2 separate regions of the Pan troglodytes genome follow, and region 1 is linked to region 2. The links are chromatin contacts, called in public Hi-C maps. All regions are on one chromosome and are shown on one strand. The core of a region is the stretch at or near the end of the contact, and the rest is flanking DNA. Distances in the headings are between cores, read along the strand shown. Region 1 holds the start of WT1 (WT1 transcription factor). Region 2 holds the start of PAX6 (paired box 6).

The links. A called contact is a pair of places that touch in the nucleus more often than the background predicts.
Region 1: a contact with region 2 is called in a Hi-C map of induced pluripotent stem cells, with 7 times the contacts expected there. The contact joins the promoter of WT1 here to the promoter of PAX6 in region 2. A contact is called at or near these places in 2 of 7 Hi-C or Micro-C datasets (both in induced pluripotent stem cells).

The regions. Positions count from the first base shown.
Region 1 is chr9:36,431,068-36,435,673 of NHGRI_mPanTro3-v2.0_pri, reverse strand. WT1 (WT1 transcription factor) reads left to right here and starts at 1,552. Exons shown (of 9, transcript XM_016920637.4): 1 at 1,552-2,498. The coding sequence starts at 2,057.
Region 2 is chr9:35,814,571-35,819,459 of NHGRI_mPanTro3-v2.0_pri, reverse strand. PAX6 (paired box 6) reads left to right here and starts at 1,906. Exons shown (of 14, transcript XM_054662190.2): 1 at 1,906-2,168.

The DNA.
Region 1 (4,606 bases), core at 303-2,802, 620 kb before region 2:
CAGGGTCTCCTGCGCCTACGGGATGAGCATTCCCAAGAAGTGCGCCCTTCGAGTAAGTCCTGGGCCCGCACACACTTCGGGTCCGCAGCCAGAATTTAATGGCGACAACGTTTATGCAATGCAAGCTAAAAACCAAAGCGTAAAAAATTACTATGTCATTTATTGAAACGCCATCCTTTGTCAAACTGCAACTACTTTGCTTCACATAAGTTTGGCTGGAAAGCTTGCAGCCCCAGCCCGGGCCAGCCAGGTACAGGAGGCCGGACTGCAACCGGTTGCTTCCCTCCCGTCGCGCCTGGCCGTCCCACGCTGCGCCGTCGCTGCTGCCTCCTGGCGCCCCTGGGATTTTATACGCACCTCTGAAACACGCTCCGCTCCGGCCCCCGGTTCTTCTCCTTGCCTAGGGGTTGTTTCCCAATAGATACTGACTCCTTTAGAAGATCCAAAAACCAAACCAAAACAACACCCCCTAGCCGCCCCAAACACCTGCTCTGGGGCGCGGGGGCTGCCAAACAGAGACTAGATGAAGGGAGTCAGATTTAGCGAAGCTCTTCGAGCTCCCAAAGATTCGAACACTAACTCGCGCCCGTGGGCCGATGGAGGTTCTCCCTACTCCACTCCTTGGTCCCCTTAACTGGCTTCCGCCTCCTGGTCAATCACTGAGCAACCAGAATGGTATCCTCGACCAGGGCCACAGGCAGTGCTCGGCGGAGTGGCTCCAGGAGTTACCCGCTCCCTGCCGGGCTTCGTATCCAAACCCTCCCCTTCACCCCTCCTCCCCAAACTGGGCGCCAGGATGCTCCGGCCGGAATATACGCAGGCTTTGGGCGTTTGCCCAAGGGTTTTCTTCCCTCCTAAACTAGCCGCTGTTTTCCCGGCTTAACCGTAGAAGAATTAGATATTCCTCACTGGAAAGGGAAACTAAGTGCTGCTGACTCCAATTTTAGGTAGGCGGCAACCGCCTTCCGCCTGGCTCAAACCTCACCAAGTAAACAACTACTAGCCGATCGAAATACGCCCGGCTTATAACTGGTGCAACTCCCGGCCACCCAACTGAGGGACGTTCGCCTTCAGTCCCGACCTCTGGAACCCACAAAGGGCCACCTCTTTCCCCAGTGACCCCAAGATCATGGCCACTCCCCTACCCGACAGTTCTAGAAGCAAGAGCGAGACTCAAGGGTGCAAAGCAAGGGTATACGCTTCTTTGAAGCTTGACTGAGTTCTTTCTGCGCTTTCCTGAAGTTCCCGCCCTCTTGGAGCCTACCTGCCCCTCCCTCCAAACCACTCTTTTAGATTAACAACCCCATCTCTACTCCCACCGCATTCGACCCTGCCCGGACTCACTGCTTACCTGAACGGACTCTCCAGTGAGACGAGGCTCCCACACTGGCGAAGGCCAAGAAGGGGAGGTGGGGGGAGGGTTGTGCCACACCGGCCAGCTGAGAGCGCGTGTTGGGTTGAAGAGGAGGGTGTCTCCGAGAGGGACGCTCCCTCGGACCCGCCCCCACCCCAGCTGCGAGGGCGCCCCCAAGGAGCAGCGCGCGCTGCCTGGCCGGGCATGGGCTGCTGAGTGAATGGAGCGGCCGAGCCTCCTGGCTCCTCCTCCTCCCCGCGCCGCCGGCCCCTCTTATTTGAGCTTTGGGAAGCTGAGGGCAGCCAGGCAGCTGGGGTAAGGAGTTCAAGGCAGCGCCCACACCCGGGGGCTCTCCGCAACCCGACCGCCTGTCCGCTCCCCCACTTCCCGCCCTCCCTCCCACCTACTCATTCACCCACCCACCCACCCAGAGCCGGGACGGCAGCCCAGGCGCCCGGGCCCCGCCGTCTCCTCGCCGCGATCCTGGACTTCCTCTTGCTGCAGGACCCGGCTTCCACGTGTGTCCCGGAGCCGGCGTCTCAGCACACGCTCCGCTCCGGGCCTGGGTGCCTACAGCAGCCAGAGCAGCAGGGAGTCCGGGACCCGGGCGGCATCTGGGCCAAGTTAGGCGCCGCCGACGCCAGCGCTGAACGTCTCCAGGGCCGGAGAAGCCGCGGGGCGTCCGGGTCTGAGCCGCAGCAAATGGGCTCCGACGTGCGGGACCTGAACGCGCTGCTGCCCGCCGTCCCCTCCCTGGGTGGCGGCGGCGGCTGTGCCCTGCCTGTGAGCGGCGCGGCGCAGTGGGCGCCGGTGCTGGACTTTGCGCCCCCGGGCGCTTCGGCTTACGGGTCGTTGGGCGGCCCCGCGCCGCCACCGGCTCCGCCGCCACCCCCGCCGCCGCCGCCTCACTCCTTCATCAAACAGGAGCCGAGCTGGGGCGGCGCGGAGCCGCACGAGGAGCAGTGCCTGAGCGCCTTCACCGTCCACTTTTCCGGCCAGTTCACTGGCACAGCCGGAGCCTGTCGCTACGGGCCCTTCGGTCCTCCTCCGCCCAGCCAGGCGTCATCCGGCCAGGCCAGGATGTTTCCTAACGCACCCTACCTGCCCAGCTGCCTCGAGAGCCAGCCCGCTATTCGCAATCAGGGTAAGTAGGCCGGGGAGCGCCCCCTACGCGCGGGGCAGTGGCGCCAGGGGCTCTCCGCTCTAGGACACCCCCCTCTCCTACCCCTTTTGACCGCAGCTCTTACCCAGCTGCTTCCCAAGGGCCGTGAGGATAGCGGAAGCGGCGGCTGGGGAGGAGGCCGGAGAGTGGGAGTGCACGCAGGCACTGGCCCCCGACATCCTCCAAAGCCAGGCAGAGCTAGGAGCCTGACTGTTCGCAAGAGCCGGGAGGGCGTCTGGGGCCCCTTAGAGTCCGAGAGATTCCGGGACTGCTAGTCCCCACGGGAGTGGAACCAGGAGACCGGCGCAGTGTCTGGCTCTGCCTTGGGGAGAGTTTTGTTAATTAAGGAAACGCCAAATTGTCACCAAGCGTAGCGCTTTTCAGACGTCTGGACTCTGGATTCGGAGTGGGACCAGCGCGGGGGTGAGCGCCTGTGCTGTGCTGCCTCCGCCGCGCTAAAATGTCCAGGAGCACCTCCAGCCCTTATAATACGGTGTTGGCACACACTTAGGTGCACATTAAGTATCGTAGAGAACTAGAATGAGCACATGCACCTCCAGTAACTAAATGGCTTTCTGGAACAGCGTCGTGTCCGTGGATAGCTCCCGCGTATGGTAATACAGAAGTGGATCTTCACTGGGCTTCGCTCAGGCGGCGGCCACGCAGGTTCTGGGGATGGAAGAGAACTTGACTTATCCGATTCCAAGCTATGCGGGACCAGGTTCTACCGCAGGCAGTGGAAGGAGGCACGAGCTTTGGCCTTTCTTTCAGCGCATCTGGGGCGCCTCTTCATCTTGTAAACGCGGGGCTCAGCTGGGACAGTATTTCTTCAAGACCTGGGGTTAGAACAAGGACAGGGTTATTCGCTGTGCTTAGTCAGGATACAAGGAGGGAACTCGGCACACGATAAGTATCAGGTTGGTTTCTCATCCCGCGCCGATGCCCGCCCACCTCTCTTTCGCCTGGGCGGCGCGGACCCGAACCTGCGGAGCCCCTGTAGTTTGCCCTCTTCATTTATTTTCAGTGGATTTCCACGCTATTGAGAACCTAAGCCAGTTCGGTTTGATTCGGTAATTTAGTAAACGCTTTACTAATACAATGGCGGATGCTTTTCCTGGAGCAAAATTACTCGAGGGCCTAGGGACTGGGATGTTTTTGGAATGCGTGGGAAGCAGAGTGTATCTTTTGCAGGAGGTACCTTCGCCCAAGGCTCGGGAGAAGGGCTCTGCCCTTGTTGCCCGCCTTCACCCGCGCCTTCTAAACGCGCGTCTTCAGGCCGCTCCTACCTTAGCCTAACCAGGAGCACCCGGCCCCCGCGAAGCCTTGGAGAAATCGAAACCGCCCTTTTCTTCCGGAGAATCTGGGATCACTGTCCTGTGGAGGAACCGCAAGCAGACCCAAGGGTTGCCTCCACTCTATGCTTTTAGTTAGTGAAATTAGTGTTTTGTACTCAAGGGGCGTTGGGACAACTTACTGGTCGCTGAGGCTTGTGTTCTTTGATCAGATCGCGCCACCTTTGTTTAGCAGGCTGGTGTTACTTTTGGGGAGTTTCTAGGTCTCAGTGTCCCCGTCTATAAGAGGACAGCTGAGATGGGCAACCTGGAGATTGGGTCCGGCTTGAAGTTATACTCCATAGATGCAGAAGCGCTACCCACCACCCTCTTGGGGCTTTAAATATGGAACTCGGCAACCCATCTAAACATCTGTGACTGAGAAACAATGAATCCGAGAGCACTGTCTGCATGTGTGCTATTTGGAGGCGGTTGAGAAACCATCGAATCCATGCCCCTGGGGCACAAAATACTACTATGCCATTATCTTTTTAGTACTTCTAGGGGATTTTTGAAACCTGGGTTCTGTCGCTTCGTTTGGGTCCCTTGTCCAGCCCTTTTCAGGGCAGGTCTGGTGCCTGGGATCTTATCACACGTCGTGGGGGGTGGGACTGTGGGTTTTGCAGCCAGCAGGCATTACACTTCTGGAAAATATCTGGATTCTTCTGTAATATACAGGCGTGGCTGCCATGGAGAAAAAGTTAAAAGGGGACCAGGACTAGCAGGTGAATGTATCCTTCTTCTCCACCCTGGAGAAAA
Region 2 (4,889 bases), core at 657-3,156:
TTTCCAGAGTCGCTCTCGAGCACCCTGCTGGGTTGCAGGGATCTGCGCACACTTAATGGCCTGGACTCCAAACAAGCCCAGAACAGCCCTCTCGGCGGCCTAGGGTTGGTACAGTGTGGGGAACGAGACCCGGACACAAACTGGCCAGCTAGGAAGGCCTACACAGGTCCGAGGCCTATCCGCAGCCCACACACCAAGGCGGACGGCGGAGTCTGGGAGACCTCAGGACATCTGAGGCTGGAGGCTGGGCCAGGTCCTGGAGGGGAGCTAGGGGCTTACCAAGAAACTAGGTCACTGGAGATGGCCGACGGCGACAGGGAAACCAGAACAAATGCCTCTCTTAGCATCCCTTCCCAGCCGAGCAGGGCGACAGGACCATGGTAAGGTCTAGGCCCAGACTAGAGTGGCCAGTGGGAGGTGGGCGCTCCTAGGCCTTAACACAGGATGCCCAGGGCGTTAGGACGAAGAAAGAAAGTTTGGAGAATGTTTGTAAATAAGTAAGAACATCCTGCGGAAACTTCTCAGCCAAAGCTCCCATTCTCCTCCCCACCTTCACCGCCACCCCCACCTCTACCCCTACCCCCACTCCCACCCCTACTCTGCCCTCCAGTCCTCGACGGGCTGAGCAAGACAAAAAATCAAGTCCAGCTAGGAGCTGTCCGGGCTAAGAGGAGTGGGCAGACGGGCTGCCTGGAGCTGCCTCCTGGCCGGTTGCGAGGCCCGGCACCTGTCCAGGTGTGCCAGGGGCGGGAGCGGGAATCACTAGACCTCCGCCTCGGCGCCATCTGTGCTCGGCTCTCCCTTAGCCGCCGCCCGGATCAAGGCGCGCAGGGACTGGCCCTAGGACCCTCCTCCGGCCCAGGCGTCCCCCTCCCTGCTTCTACACACACACTCCCGGGTCCACCCAGGCTGGGTCTCCACGAGCTGCCTAAAGGAAATTCCACGCCCCGCCCCTTCCTCTCCCGCAAACTCCTCAAGCGACCCCTGCCCCTCCGGGCCCGACCTCTGTCACTTTCAAATTGGAGACCCAGATGGAAGCACAGGGGAAGGAGTTGAGAAGCCTCCTGTTTTGAGGGATGGGGGACGGGAATGACAACGAGGGTCTAAATCTCCATTCCAAGATAGCCAGGCCTAGCTCCGCTAAGCCATCTCGCAGTCCACAGAAGGTGTGAGGGAAAAACAGGCACAGACCAGCAAGTCAGTGTCCTGCAGACCCCGCCCCAATTTCTATGAGTACTGACTTCAGAATCTGGGATTTTCCTGTTTTCCTCCTCTAAGTCACAAAGTCAACAGTTAATTCAAAGTCAAAGATAAATACAATCACCTACATTTTCTAATGTGGTTGAAGCCTTTCAGCCAGAGGGCGAGGGAAGCCCGGGTAGGCCCCCTTTAGGGCTTCCCTCTTGAGAACCCAGCAGGCCTGGAGAGATCTTTGGCCTAGGCCCTGAAAAAGGGGTCGCTTGTCCTCTTCCCGGAGCCCCCGTCTGTGCCCAGCTAGTGACTTGCGGGCTCGAGGGCCACGTTGAGGGTACTCATCGAGCCTCGAACTCCTCCTAAAAATGATTCCTGCCAAAAGCGCCTCTCAATTCCGGCGCGGCCTTCGGGTCTCTCCGATGAAGTGACTCCCTTGGGGATCGGAGGAGGGGACAGGGTGATTACCCAGAGAGGTAGCTGGCCAGCCTAAGGGCAGAGATCTTGGGGCCCTAGTGCCCGAAGGTGCGGAGGAGCGCACTCGGCAAGACTAGTTTCCTGAGGATCGACTCTACGCCATACAGGAGGGCGGGCCAGGCCGGACCGGGCCGGGCTAGGGCGGTCACAGGCCGGGCCAAGGAAGGCCAGAGCAGGGGTTGGAGCCGGCCGGACCCTGGGTGGGGAGAAGCAGGCTCCCGCCCGGCCGGAAAACTAGTCGGCGCAGAGCTGTGCCCAACTCTAGCCGCCATGACGTCACGCGGGCCGGGCAGCCAATGAGGACGGCGCTGGCGTGGATATTAAGGAAAGTTAGCGCCTGCCTGAGCACCCTCTTTTCTTATCATTGACATTTAAACTCTGGGGCAGGTCCTCGCGTAGAACGCGGCTGTCAGATCTGCCACTTCCCCTGCCGAGCGGCGGTGAGAAGTGTGGGAACCGGCGCTGCCAGGCTCACCTGCCTCCCCGCCCTCCGCTCCCAGGTAACCGCCCGGGCTCCGGCCCCGGCCCGGCTCGGGGCCCGCGGGGCCTCTCCGCTGCCCGCGACTGCTGTCCCCAAATCAAAGCCCGCCCCAAGTGGCCCCGGGGCTTGATTTTTGCTTTTAAAAGGAGGCATACAAAGATGGAAGCGAGTTACTGAGGGAGGGATAGGAAGGGGGGTGGAGGAGGGACTTGTCTTTGCCGAGTGTGCTCTTCTGCAAAAGTAGCAAAATGTTCCACTCCTAAGAGTGGACTTCCAGTCCGGCCCTGAGCTGGGAGTAGGGGGCGGGAGTCTGCTGCTGCTGTCTGCTAAAGCCACTCGCGACCGCGAAAAATGCAGGAGGTGGGGACGCAGTTTGCATCCAGACCTCCTCTGCGTCGCAGTTCACGACATCCACGCTTGGGAAAGTCCGTACCCGCGCCTGGAGTGCTTAAAGACACCCTGCCGCGGGTCGGGCGAGGTGCAGCAGAAGTTTCCCGCGGTTGCAAAGTGCAGATGGCTGGACCGCAGCAAAGTCTAGAGATGGGGTTCGTTTCTCAGAAAGACGCGGAGTACGAAAGAATGCGGCCCACAGAGCTGGGCAGCGCGTAAAGCCCCCAGCGTGTGATTTGAGCTTCACTTCGGAAGACCTAATAATTAGCGATTCTCACTGAGCTAGAACGCGGGCTCCGGTTACTGCGGGCGCTGCGCTGGCTGCCTCGGCGGGAAGCGCGCGGGCGCCATGGGAGCCGGGCCGCCAAGCCCGGGAAAGAGCAGCGCCCACCACCCTGCGGCCCCTGGAGGGCGGGAGCCGGGGCCCGGAAGTGTCCCCTTAGTGAGTCAGGGAAGGGACGACCCAAACTTAGACTAACTTGTGGTTCAGCCGGGCGAAAGTCCTGGGAGCCCGGCCCTAAAAGCAGCTGGAGACGCCCAGGCCGGCTTAGGCGGGGCACCCAAGAACCCCGCCCGGGAGTTTGGGGCGGCCTCTGGGCCAGGCCCCGGCTAGCCCCCAACCCCCACTCCCACTCGCGCTCCTGCGCCCCCTTTCTAGGTCTTCTGGGAGCACCATCGGAGCTCAGTCACCTGTGACAGGTGTTGGGACCTCCGCCCGACTCCGAGCGGTGGCCGCCCCCTGCTCACCTCACCTGGAAACGGGGGACGAGCGCAGTGGCAGTCCGGCCGCACGCCTTACCTGGGCCGGGATCCTCTCCTCCGCGGGTTCCTCTCCCTGGAGCTGGGCGGCGAGCAGGTTGCCTGCTTCGCAGTGGGAAGTGGACCTTCTCCTCCAGTCATAAATCAAACCCAGCCATCCTCGGGCCTCCTCCCTCATTAGAGATGTTTATTGGAGATCGTGTTTATTCGGCTGTCACGGCGAGAAAACGCGGTGACATAATTACCTCTGACCAGAGTCCTCGCTCCGCGCCCAGGGCGAGCCGAGGACCTCCTCTGTCGCCTTCTCATGCCCGTGCCCTTCGTGATCGGAGGGCGCCCGTGATAGGCTTGTCTTTTTTTCCTCAGACCCTCTCATAGAATTTGGATGACTGGAATTACTATTCAGATTTCCCCAGGGCCCGGAGTTTATTTATTTATTTTAGAATTAGAAAGGAAAACCGAAGGGAACCCAACGCCCCTCCGGGGCAGAAGGGGGCAGCGCGCGCGAGGCGGAAGGACAGTCACTCTCGCTGCACAAACTTTCCCGCGGGCCGCGCCGCGCGTGCAGGGGCTGGACGCCACCCGGCGCCAGAGCCGGGCCTGAGGAGCGGGGTCTGGCGGGGAGCGAGGGCTGCCAGCCTGGGTGGTGTCATTTGTTGCTTCATTTTTCATTCCCTTTCCTCTCGTGAGGAATCAGAGGCATCGGGCCGCGCGGGCTGAGAATTCTTAAATTCTCCCCGGCCGCATTCGGCTGAGCCAACCCGCAGTTCCTGTCAGCCCCTCTGTCCCCCGGGCAGCGGTTTTCCCCGCTAGCCAGGTTTGGAAGTCACCGTCTGTGAGACTGGGTTAGGAAGTGACGAAAAGCGCCGAATTGTTTTCAAATTGAAATTTTTTTTTTTTTTTTTTTTTTTGGAGATAGCGCTGACAAATATATGGGATCCCGGCTTTTGATCCCTGGCTGCCGCCTCTGTTCTCCTGTCGCTAATAAAACTCGCATTGAGCCCCTTAGTGCCTTGATTAACAGGCAGATTAACTCTTACTGGGGTTGGGAACAGCTTGTCCTAATCAATGTCATTTTAAAAGCCCGTCAGGATGCGCTTAGCTCCGGTTCCCTGGATGCTTGAGCGAGCCAGCCATGACATTTGCTCCCTCCCCCTCCCCAGCCTCAAATCCCCCAGTAAAGCCCCCAGTTCCCGCCTGCCTGTTCCCAGGTCTACAACGGGACAAATCGCAGGACCGGGTCGTTGGCCTTTAGAATAGGCAGCGGTTTAGAGAGGGGATATCCAGGGAGAAGGGACTGAGGTGGCCTTGACTTGCTTGCTTTTCCTCTGAAGCTGAACTCTTGCCTCTTGGGGGCAGAGGTTACAGGGAAAAGAGAGATGGGGGGATCGTCACAGGGTGATGAAATGGAAAGCAAACTTTTCTAGGAACCCTATTTGCAAAAATCGGAGAGTGCCGCTGATTTCAGTTGTCCTACATGTCAGGAGTTTTAAACCTAACTCCTATCTGGACAACAGCATGGAGGGACTGGGAGGCAAAGCCTTGGGAGTCTGACTCGCTGGGCTGCTAGGAATCCCTTTGCTGGGAGACT